Regions from separate parts of the Mus musculus genome. Here regions 1 and 2 are each linked to region 3. Evidence: chromatin contacts called from public HiChIP or PLAC-seq and Micro-C data. All regions are on one chromosome and are shown on one strand. The core of a region is the stretch at or near the end of the contact, and the rest is flanking DNA. Distances in the headings are between cores, read along the strand shown. Region 1 holds the start of Hesx1 (homeobox gene expressed in ES cells). Region 2 has its middle 83 kb from the start of Gm34848. Region 3 overlaps Il17rd (interleukin 17 receptor D).

What was found. Hi-C and Micro-C count contacts between places; a contact is called where the count stands out from the background. HiChIP or PLAC-seq counts read pairs in DNA pulled down with a chosen protein or histone mark.
Region 1: a contact with region 3 is called in an H3K27ac HiChIP or PLAC-seq map of embryonic stem cells, with 6 read pairs. The contact joins the promoter of Hesx1 here to the enhancer-like site in region 3. A contact is called at or near these places in 2 of 39 promoter capture datasets (the 3T3-L1 cell line and hippocampal neurons), 2 of 15 datasets of contacts at CTCF or cohesin (the NIH/3T3 cell line and large pre-B cells), 48 of 484 Hi-C or Micro-C datasets (8-cell embryo, the AML12 cell line, B cells and 35 more), 7 of 115 datasets of contacts at active chromatin or transcription factors (embryonic stem cells and stem cell-derived neural progenitor cells) and 4 of 9 other capture datasets (adipose tissue, embryonic stem cells, liver and 1 more).
Region 2: a contact with region 3 is called in a Micro-C map of the HL-1 cell line, with 7 times the contacts expected there. The contact joins two enhancer-like sites. A contact is called at or near these places in 6 of 39 promoter capture datasets (the 3T3-L1 cell line, the C10 cell line, hippocampal neurons and 1 more), 3 of 15 datasets of contacts at CTCF or cohesin (embryonic stem cells, hippocampal excitatory neurons and stem cell-derived epiblast-like cells), 85 of 484 Hi-C or Micro-C datasets (the 3T3-L1 cell line, the AML12 cell line, B cells and 45 more), 10 of 115 datasets of contacts at active chromatin or transcription factors (bone marrow-derived dendritic cells, embryonic stem cells, epiblast stem cells and 2 more) and 2 of 9 other capture datasets (adipose tissue and embryonic stem cells).

The regions. Positions count from the first base shown.
Region 1 is chr14:26,998,745-27,002,016 of GRCm38.p6, forward strand. It overlaps Hesx1 (homeobox gene expressed in ES cells), which reads left to right and starts at 1,618. Exons shown (of 4, transcript NM_010420.2): 1 at 1,618-2,132; 2 at 2,628-2,827; 3 at 3,075-3,176; 4 at 3,262-3,272. The coding sequence starts at 1,976.
Region 2 is chr14:27,181,680-27,184,828 of GRCm38.p6, forward strand. It overlaps a transcript of Arhgef3 not described here. Among named protein-coding and RNA genes, the nearest start is that of Gm34848, 83 kb to the right of the region's middle. Within about 2 kb of position 1,807, at least 12 of the 459 cell types and tissues checked have an H3K27ac peak or open chromatin away from gene starts, as enhancers often do. A contact at or near this core is called in the HL-1 cell line, where this site is marked.
Region 3 is chr14:27,094,181-27,097,741 of GRCm38.p6, forward strand. It overlaps Il17rd (interleukin 17 receptor D), which reads left to right. Exons shown (of 13, transcript NM_134437.3): 9 at 1-52; 10 at 596-706; 11 at 1,723-1,907. Among named protein-coding and RNA genes, the nearest start is that of Il17rd, 57 kb to the left of the region's middle. Within about 2 kb of position 2,236, at least 62 of the 459 cell types and tissues checked have an H3K27ac peak or open chromatin away from gene starts, as enhancers often do. A contact at or near this core is called in the HL-1 cell line, the HPC-7 cell line, the STO cell line and 7 more, where this site is marked.

The sequences.
Region 1 (3,272 bases), core at 368-2,867, 96 kb before region 3:
ATCCTGGGTTTCATACTAAGTTCAAGATCGGCCTCGGCTACATAGCAGGACCCTATCTATAAAGGAGTTGTGGGTCTCACTAGAGAGATGACTCAGCATAGAAAAACACTTACTGGTTTGCAGAGGATCAGGGTTAGCTTCCTACATGGCAGCCTACAACTACCTCTAAACCCAATTCTAGGGGATCCAATGCCCTCTTATGACCTCCATGGGCATCACACACACACATAATGCACATACATACATTCAGGCACACACACATACATATGAATAAATAAATCTATTTCTTAAATTGTTTAACAAAAAGGTAAAAAGATTGTACGTGTAAAAATTCCCACAAATGTCAGTGGTTTTAACTGGTTGGTTGTTTTTCCTGCTTAGAAAATATCAGGCCAAGGCTGGGCATGGTGGGCATGGTGGGTCACACCTTTAATCTCAGTACTAGGGAGGCAGAGGCATGTCAGGTCAGCCTGGTCTACAAAGGGAGTTCCTGGACAGCCAGGGCTGTTAAACAGAGAAACCTTGTCTCAAAAACAAACAAACAAACAAACAAACAAACAAAAACATGCAAACAAGCAAAAACAAGAATATGAGAGTGCAAGTGGGGGGGTGGGCGGGGGAAGAGAGAGAGAGAGAGAGAGAGAGAGAGAGAGAGAGAGAGTTCAGACCAGTTGGCATTTGACAAAGCTTTGCTGGATTCAGCTGACTTAACTACTTAACTATCTGTAAAATGGTTAGAGTCTGATTGACATGTCCATTCTAGGGCTTAGGCTGAAGGCTGAAGGCTGAAGGCTGAAGGCTGAAGGGTAGGAGCTACCACAGGGGTGATGTCACGGCGTTATCAGAAAGCAATGGGAGGCAGAGACAGGTGGATTTCTGAGTTCGAGGCCAGCCTGGTCTACAGAGTGAGTTCCAGGATAGCCAGGGCTACACAGAGAAACCCTGTCTCGAAAAACAAGACAAAACAAAAAAAGAAAGCAATGCAAACCAATCATACTAGTGCATTTTGAGCTTTTGCTCACATTCTTTCCTCTGACCAAAGCAAGTCACACAGACAAGCCCTAATTCAGCAAGCAGAGAGAGACAGATCTGTCAGTTCAAGGCCAGCCTGGTCTATAGAGTTAGTTCCATAACTGCATAATGAGACTTTGTCTCAAACTACGCTCTTTGAAATAACTGTTATAGAAATAAATTATTCTTTGTAGCATTTGAACCTCATGTAAACGTGTATCTCTCTCATTTAAAAGAAAGAATGAAAGAAAGGAATTAGCCCATTAATTACTTCAAATACGTGGTGCAACTGTTCCTATGAATTAAGCCAAGGCACTTGGAAGGCGATTGCACTCTGTGTTAATAACACTGGCAGGCTTTTCCAGTGTGCTGCACTCCAAAGAGTACTGCGTTTTCATTGACAACGTTCACCATTACATATGCATATGGAAAACAGGTATTTTCATCAGAATTACTGTAATAGCATTAAGAGATTATTATTTTTCCCAGTTTCCTTGGAAGAACATTCACTAAATCTGATTATTTATTACTTGACTGCTCTTCTATCCACCCTGTACATTTAGGTATCTAGAATCCTTAAAAATACAAACTTCAGAAGAAAACCACGATTTTATACATTAATGATCTCAAATAAAAGAGGAGTGCTATGTTCGTGCACCACTTCTTCTGAGAAAGTTAAGTCTGCGTTCTGCTTAGGAGAGATAACACTTTTTGTCCCTGTAGGTGGCCCCCTGGTGTAGCCATTAGTTGCTAATTACTTGCAAACAAATAAACAATTAACTCCTTAAGCCGCTGGCTGGGCAAGTGTTCATTGACTTGCTAAAACTTTCTAAAACAGGATTTTAATTAGTGACTTTGGAAACCCAGCCCCCTAGTCAGCAAAGCTACAAGGTGAACTGCTGGAAGATCCCAGCTCTGCACACGTGGGGCAGGAGCCCTCCGGCGCTGTACGACCCAGAAGAGAATGTCTCCCAGCCTTCGGGAAGGTGCTCAGCTCCGGGAAAGCAAGCCCGCGCCCTGCTCCTTCTCAATTGAGAGCATTTTAGGACTGGACCAGAAAAAAGATTGTACAACGTCAGTAAGACCCCACAGACCCTGGACAGACACCTGCGGTGACTCAGGTATGCTGCAACTCAACTTCTAAATTCATCTGCGTTTTTAGTTTGTCCTTTATTTCATGCAGTATAGGATTAGAAACCACGTTCTCATTCTGTTCTGTATCTATAAAAGGTCTCCAACAGGGTCGGAAGGGAATAGAGTGCCTGCCCTAGGTGGTTCACTCCCAGTGAGAAATAGTATTTGTTTCAGAAGACCCTCTGTGTACATGTGTCACGTCAGGCATTCTAAATCTCTCCTCACTGAAAAATGAATGGTAGAGTTCAAAATGTATGTTCTCTATCACCAAGGCTTCTCTCTCTCTCTCTCTCTCTCTCTCCCTCTCTCTCCCTTCCCCCATCCTCTTTTTTTTTGGGGGGGGGGGAATGGGGGAGACAATTCTTTTGTGAAACCTTGAAGAATTCCCTAGGAAAATTCAAAGCAAGTTACTGAAATGACTTTTTTCCAGAACTTTGTGGAACATAGGCAATATAAGATGGACCTTCTTCTTCTGATTTTAGAGAAAGGTGGCAACCCACCCCTACATGCCCCAGATCTTCCCAGTGAGACTTCATTTCCTTGTCCAGTGGATCATCCAAGGCCAGAAGAAAGGGCTCCGAAATATGAAAATTATTTTTCAGCCTCCGAAACACGCTCTTTGAAAAGAGAATTGAGTTGGTACCGAGGACGAAGGCCAAGAACCGCTTTCACCCAGAACCAGGTGAGAAGATTTTTCAGCCAATAGTGACAACACAAAGGTTGTGACAGAAGCCAGACACTCTGGGGTCCCAGTGTAGAAGTGGCATTAGTGAAAGGGTGGACTCATAGTTTAACAGTCTCTGGGCAACCAATTGTTTTAAAATGCTTTTGGATTAAAGGCCCAAATTTAAGTGCATTTTTCATTTGAAAGCCCAATTTTGGTGACATATAAAATACTGCCACTTTAAAGAATTCCTTCATTATTCTAGGTCGAAGTATTGGAAAATGTCTTTAGAGTGAACTGCTACCCTGGCATTGACATCAGAGAGGACCTAGCTCAAAAGCTGAACTTAGAGGAAGACAGAATCCAGGTAGGGTGCAAACACAGTTGTTACCCGTGATGATAAATAATGTGGTAATATGTCTGAGAACTGTTTTATTTTCCCTTGATTCTAGATTTGGTTCCA
Region 2 (3,149 bases), core at 557-3,056, 87 kb after region 3:
TGGGCAGGAATGATCTGTGCTCGAGAGCATGACGCTTCAGTCAGGAGTGGACAAGAACTAAGACTGCTGTCACCAGAGTTCGGGGCCTTCCCCAACAAGTGCCCTTGAAGTTCGCTGTGGGATCTCTACCCTGCTGTCCCCTGAGGCAGAGAGGACTCTGAATTCCAAGGGGGCATAACTTCCCGTGGGTTTCCAAGTGGTCATTTCTCCTACGTGTGGAACGATGGAGCTCATTTAACTGCCTGTTCCTTGAGACAGTCTGAACTAAAATCCATACCAAGAAAACACCAACAGCTTGCTGACTGCAGCTTGGTCGTGGTCCCCAAGATTCCTGAGCATAGCCTTGTTTACTTCCTCTGGGTCTCCAAGGCCAGGAGAGCAGCACTTGACCACACGGGAGCCTGTGTCCTGGCTGGTGGGGTCAGAAGAGGTGACTCTCAGTGAGGGTTAATGTTTATAAATACTGAACGGTACCGGGTATCAGTACTAAGGCATCCTTGCCAGACGGGGTCAGTCCCGCTGGCGTGAGCTCTTGACTGTGTGCCGAGGGGCCCCTTCTGTCATGTGGCTCACAGGAAGGGTGGTTGTTTTTTTGACTGTGTTTATAAAGCCTCTGCTGACTGGGGAAACTGCAGAAGACAGCAGTGGCTTGCAGCGTTACTGACCAGTCAGAAACTGAGTCATGCTGTGCGTCCTCTTTCGTCAGAACACCAAGGTTCACTTCTTTTTCTTCCATCTCAGGCTGAGTGTGAGCAAGCCAGGGCTAGAAGAGCTTGCGCACAGCTCCCTTCGCTCTGGGTCTCACCATGTAGCTCAGGTTGGCCCAAACCAAACCCATCCTGTCTCAGCTTCCTAAGTGCTGACATGGTAGGTGTGTGTCACCACACCCGGCGGTATCATGGATGTTTTATAGGCCCCTGTGTTGCCATGGAATTTTAAAGTTAGAACTCAGAGACTCTGGGACATTGAACAAATAAAACCCTCTGATCTTCTGATCTCCCTTCTGGGGCTGAAGGGAGGAGTGACCTCCTTCCTTTCATCTCATGCTGCCTCTCTGTTGAATCAGCCAGGGGCATCTGGGGATAGAGTTAAAGCTCACAGACTCTGAGTTCCTGTGGTCCTGCCTGGGGTAGCTGTGTGGAGCCAACCCTGTCTGGAGCCCTGCAGAGCGGACCTTCTGGCCCTGTCCCTCCCCCAAGTTGTAGGGACTGCCTTTTGCCGCTTTTGCCTTTAGCTTTCTATGATAGCCCAGGCTGCCCATCTTTAGCTGGTCCTCCTTCCTCAGACTTAAGTGCTGAAGCTGCCGGCGTGTACCACTCACTCCACTTGACTATTTCCTTTAAAGGTACTGCTTCTGCCATCTGGAGGCACCCCCATTTCCTGACTCCTTGTACCCTCCATGCTGGGGAAGGAAGGCAGCTCTCCAGGGGGTCTGTTTCATAAGGGCACGGATCTGTCTCTTAAGGGAGCTGCCTTGTGGCCTGATGGCCTCTCTGAGGCCCAACCCTGGCGCGCCACACTCTAGGGACTAGTCTCCAGTATAGGAACTTCAGACCTACACAGATCCCAGTACTGTGGAGGGTTGCAGTACGGTATAAGAGTGAGGGAGAGGCGTGGCTAAAGCAGAGGACCAGAAGCTGATAGATTATGAGGGGGGCTCCGTGGGGAGGAGGGGGTTTGAAGAGAAGCAGATGCAGAAGTGTGGGAGGGCAGGTCTCTGTGGAGGCTAGAGCCCTGCAGGCGGATGATGCAGATGTTCCATATTTGTAGATCTGCAACTGGGGACGAGGAGGGATGATGTGAATGGGAGAGGAGCTGGAGCCCTCATCTTCCTATCCTCTGGTAACTCAGTTGCAGAATTGCTTCTCTGCAGGTGTGGGAGGCGGTTAATGATTGATAAAGATCAATGTTAGCCCGTCTGCATGACCCGTTTCCATTAAAAAAAAAAAAAGAGTCTTCAATGCCTGGACTAAAGGAGGCTCAGATATGTTGGTTTTTAACCAGATTTTTATCTGGAGGTCTTTGTGTTTAATCTTGGCTTCTTCTAAACTCTCATCAGAGTCTCAAATTCAAAAGCCATGCTATGAAATTTTACTCTCTCCTGCCCCCTGGTGACCGACTTTTGAATACCAACTTTGAATTCACTACTCTTCATGGCTATCTTCTTACATGCAAGGTACCACAGAGATGCCACAGTGCTTGATCACGTATTGGCCACCCAGGCCGTTCCCAGAGGGGAAGCCGTGCATCCAAAGAATGTTGCAATGAATTCTGCCGGTTTCTGGTTGTATGTTTTAGCATCTGCCACTGCTCTGATGCGCAACGCCCCAGCATTCCCAGGGCTAAGCAGAGCGCCGACATTGCCCCTCTCACCCCAGCGTTTGTAGGGTGTCTCCTCTCTGTGGTTCTGGGCTGGGGACGATGGTAGTATCCTGTTCATCATTATAAATCCAAAGGTAAAGGGAGGAGAAATTCCCTGTCTGTGTGGCATCCCTGTCCTGAGAGAATCGAGACATCTGATAAGGGGAAAGTGAGGCTTCCTCGTGAGGGAAAGCGGTGAGGTGGCTGCTGGAGCTCGTTGCCCTTCCTGGAACAATCAGAGAAACACTTGTTTTTCTACAACTAGACTCTTAAAAACAAAGCTTTTAAGATGGTTGATAGCCATCAATTTCAATAGATGGATTTCAGTGTCAATAGATAGATGTCAATTTTCAACAGGTAGGCATCAGTCTTGATACACAAGTGACAGTTTCAATGGATGTTTACTGTAAGTAACTCTTTTGGTTAACTCTCTTCGGGTCAGGGTCCATCATAGAACCACGCACATACCAGAACCGGTGAGTTCCTCTTTTCCTGACAGAATCCTGGTTATATTGCCTGCTTACCACGCCTTTCCTTGTCATTGGTTGGCATGGAATTACAGCCTCATTATCTGAGTGCCACAGTCTTTACCCTACCCCGTGAGGCCGAATCTGTTTGGTAGGACACGGCTGCTGAATGTGGCTGGGGCAGATGGGGGTACTTGACTCTATAATCATGGTGTGGTATTGGCACAGAAGCTGCTGTAAAGACCCTGGTTATAGGTGTTCAAGTTCACATGACCCAACCTTCTCTCCAGCATGTCCCACTCGCTGCCACAGGATGTTTGC
Region 3 (3,561 bases), core at 986-3,485:
GTGGATGACAGCAACACCACCAGGAAAGCTGCTCAGTATGTGGTGAAGTCAGGTAAAGCTCTTTGGCTTGGATTTGATGGCACATTCTTGAGAGCAGGCTTGTAGAATTTTCTGTGCTCCTTAATTCATGGTTTACAAAACACCAGTCGCTCACCTCTTCTCCCTTAAACAATTGTTCATCAAGGACGCTTCCTTTTATGTTGTTGATGCCTGGAAGGTCAAAGCTGGCATTGCATCTGCCACGGATACTAGGCAATTATCCTTACAAGACAAGTAGGGGGAGGGGCCTTTCCTTCACAGGGTTTGTAGCATATTTGGAGCTATTAGCATATTTGGAGCTATTAGCATATTTGGAGTGGTTAGCATATTCAGAGCGATTAGCATATTCAGAGCTATTAGATTATTTTCGACAACACTTTACAAAGGAATTGTTGAATCCTTTTATAATCTAGGCAGCAGAGATAGAGTAAGGTAGTTGGGGACCCTGGGACCTGTTAGTCAGCTTTTGTTTTAAAAAAATGAGGGGGGCTTCCCCCCCTTTTCTGAACCTATTCTGCTGCTTGAGTTAAAAGACTTTCTCTTTGAAATCTCCCAGTGCAGTCTCCCTGGGCTGGACCCATCAGAGCTGTGGCCATCACTGTGCCTCTGGTTGTCATATCTGCGTTCGCAACCCTGTTCACTGTGATGTGCAGAAAGAAGCAACAAGGTATCTGTCTATGCTGTGCCCACTGTTCTCCATCCTCTAGTTTGCAGCAGGCCAAGGGTGGGTACCGACAAAGACAGGGCCTGGGGAGTCCTGCTTTCCTCAGGAGGGGCCTGGGACCCCCTCACACCTCCTTGCTAGTTCCTTGCCTACTGAAGTTCCCAGAATTTAAATGTTTGGCTGTTAATCTCTAGGACCTGGCAATGTCCAGGTATAATCCAGTTTTCAAACTCAGGGAGTCTGAAAAATGAGAACAGTCGTTTGGCGAGTGGCCATCATTGAGAAGTTCTGTCTTTCACCTAGAAAACTGTAGATCTGGATGGAGTTACCCAGATGACTCCAAGGATAAAAGTAATGAAGATGTTAACTTAAGATTTGTGTGCTTTCGGCTGAGCTTGCTATCCCAGTTGGTGGGAGGCTGAGGCAGGAGGATCCAATTCAGGAACTGGAGGCTAGTCTGAGTAATACAGTGAGACCCTTTGTCCAGAAATAATAAATAGATAGATAGATAAATAGGTGAAAAGCCATTTTTGTTGTTGGTTTGGTTTTCTTTACCTTTGTAAATTATACTTTAAAAAGTTTTTCTCCCTCCCTCAGCTTATCTGGCTGCCAGAGCCAGCTCTGGGCCCTTCACTTCACTGGCGGCCATAGGGGCGGATGCTGCGTTTGTTTCTTGGCATGTCCAGGGGCAGTTTCAGGTTAATACAGTGTTTTCACTTTCTGGTACAGTACTACAGAAACCGTGCATGCAGCTTGAGGCTGGAGTCACAGACCCGAGACTCCCAGGTGGAGATGTCAGCTGCTCCTTTTGGTAAATTTACTTTTGAGACTTGGATCTCACGTAGCTCAGGCTGGCCTCCATCTTGCCAAGTAGTTGCTGATGACCGTGACCTTCTGACCTTTCTGTGTCCCCTGTCCCAAGTGCTAGGATTTCAGCCGTGAGACACTGAGCCCTGGGTCATACGGAAAAGACAAAGCTTTGTTTATAGGTGTCAACCTTATGTTCTTTCCCAATTTAGAAAATATATATTCACATTTAGATGAAGAAAGCCCGGAGTCGTCCACATACGCTGCGGCTCTCCCCAGAGACAGGCTCCGGCCTCAGCCCAAGGTCTTCCTCTGCTACTCCAATAAAGATGGCCAGAATCACATGAACGTGGTCCAGTGTTTCGCCTATTTCCTGCAAGATTTCTGTGGCTGTGAGGTACGGAATCTGTTTGTTCTCTTACCCTGGGCAGGATGTGTACGCCGTCTTTCTCTTCCGTGTCATCTCTCCATTGCTGTCCTGGGAACCTACTTACCTAGAATCTTACTTTCCAAACCAGAGTCTGTCTTGAATTTGTCTTGTCTCTTACCAGCAGCAAAGGCTTCGCATGACACACTTATACTTGAAAGCTTTGAGCGCCTCCCACGCGATAGGATGTTCTGTGAGTGCCCTGTCATGGAACACGTGACCAGAGTGTGAGACTGTCTCAGTGGGACGTCAGGGAGAGGACACAATGAAGACAGCTTTTAGGAGTCTAGGCAGTTCCCTGAGGGAGGTTGGCTGGGATTGGGAATAGAGGCTAGGACTGCCCCTGGAAGAGATCTTGGGCACTGGGAGGAGTGTGTAACAGAGGTCTGAGGTCGATTGGTAGGAAGTCATAGAAACCAGTGAGAAGGCCTTAGCTAGAGAGAACCAGGAAGTAGGAGAGAGCGCCAGAGTTTACAGAATGTTTGGATGTCTACGCTGCTTTCTCAGCTTCCCCCTTTCCTCCTCTTCCTCCTCCTTCCTCTCTTCCTACTCTTCTTCTTCCTCCTCCTCCTTCTTTTTTTCCTTACTCTGTAGCTCTGGATATCCTAGAATTCAATTTGTAGACCAGGCTGGCCTCATAGAGATCCACTGCCTCTGCCTCCTAAGTGCTGGGATTAAAGGAGTGGGCCCCTGTGCCCAGCTTTCTTAGGTCTTCTTGAGTTAGCTATTATGTAGCTTTTCCATAAACAATGACACTTAGTCTTTACAGCGGGCTCTTAAGCTGTTGTGAAGGCATGCCCTGTTTGCCACAATTGCAAGTTATCATGTGATGTTTTTTAGTCCATTTGGCCCATTCCTTGGGTGAGACTGCCCTCTGGTGTTAATAAGCTGTATTTAAAGGCTGGTGGGATTGCCTCCTGCTGGGAAAGCGTTGAGTTCAGCAGCTGAATGGCTGCTGCAAACCCCTGCAGACTGCAGCTGTCCGGACAGCACAGGCAGAGGTGGTAGATCCCTGCCCTGTTCTTTTAGACTGCACATAGTTTTTGCTTTAAATAGCTACATCATCTATAATAGTGACTTGCTGTAGCTGCGTTAGCCCAGCTTGTAAAGCGTCTCTGTTTATCATTTCTGATGATTTCTCAAGGATAAACGCCTCACAATGGAATTGCTCAGTCAAAGATTGGAATATTCTTTTTTTTTTAAAGATTCATTTATTTATTATATGTAAGTACACTGTAGCTGTCTTCAGACAATCCAGAAGAGGGAGTCAGATTTTGTTACAGATGGTTGTGAGCTACCATGTGGTTGCTGGGATTTGAACTCTGAACCTTCGGAAGAGCAGTCGGGTGCTCTTACCCACTGAGCCATCTCACCAGCCCAGATTGGAATATTCTTAAAAGTGCTTATGTTTTATTTATTAAGATGAAATCAGCTAGTACAGGGGATTTTTTTGTTTGTTTGTTTTGTTTTGTTTTTACAGATTTGTAAAACATTCCACATATGATTTAACAAACTACACAGGTCAAAAGATTAGTAGACACACTATTTTTGTGTGGTATAGAATCCTAGGGGCCACATATTTTAAGCTACCAGTTAGCTTGAATGTACATAATGAATGGATAGT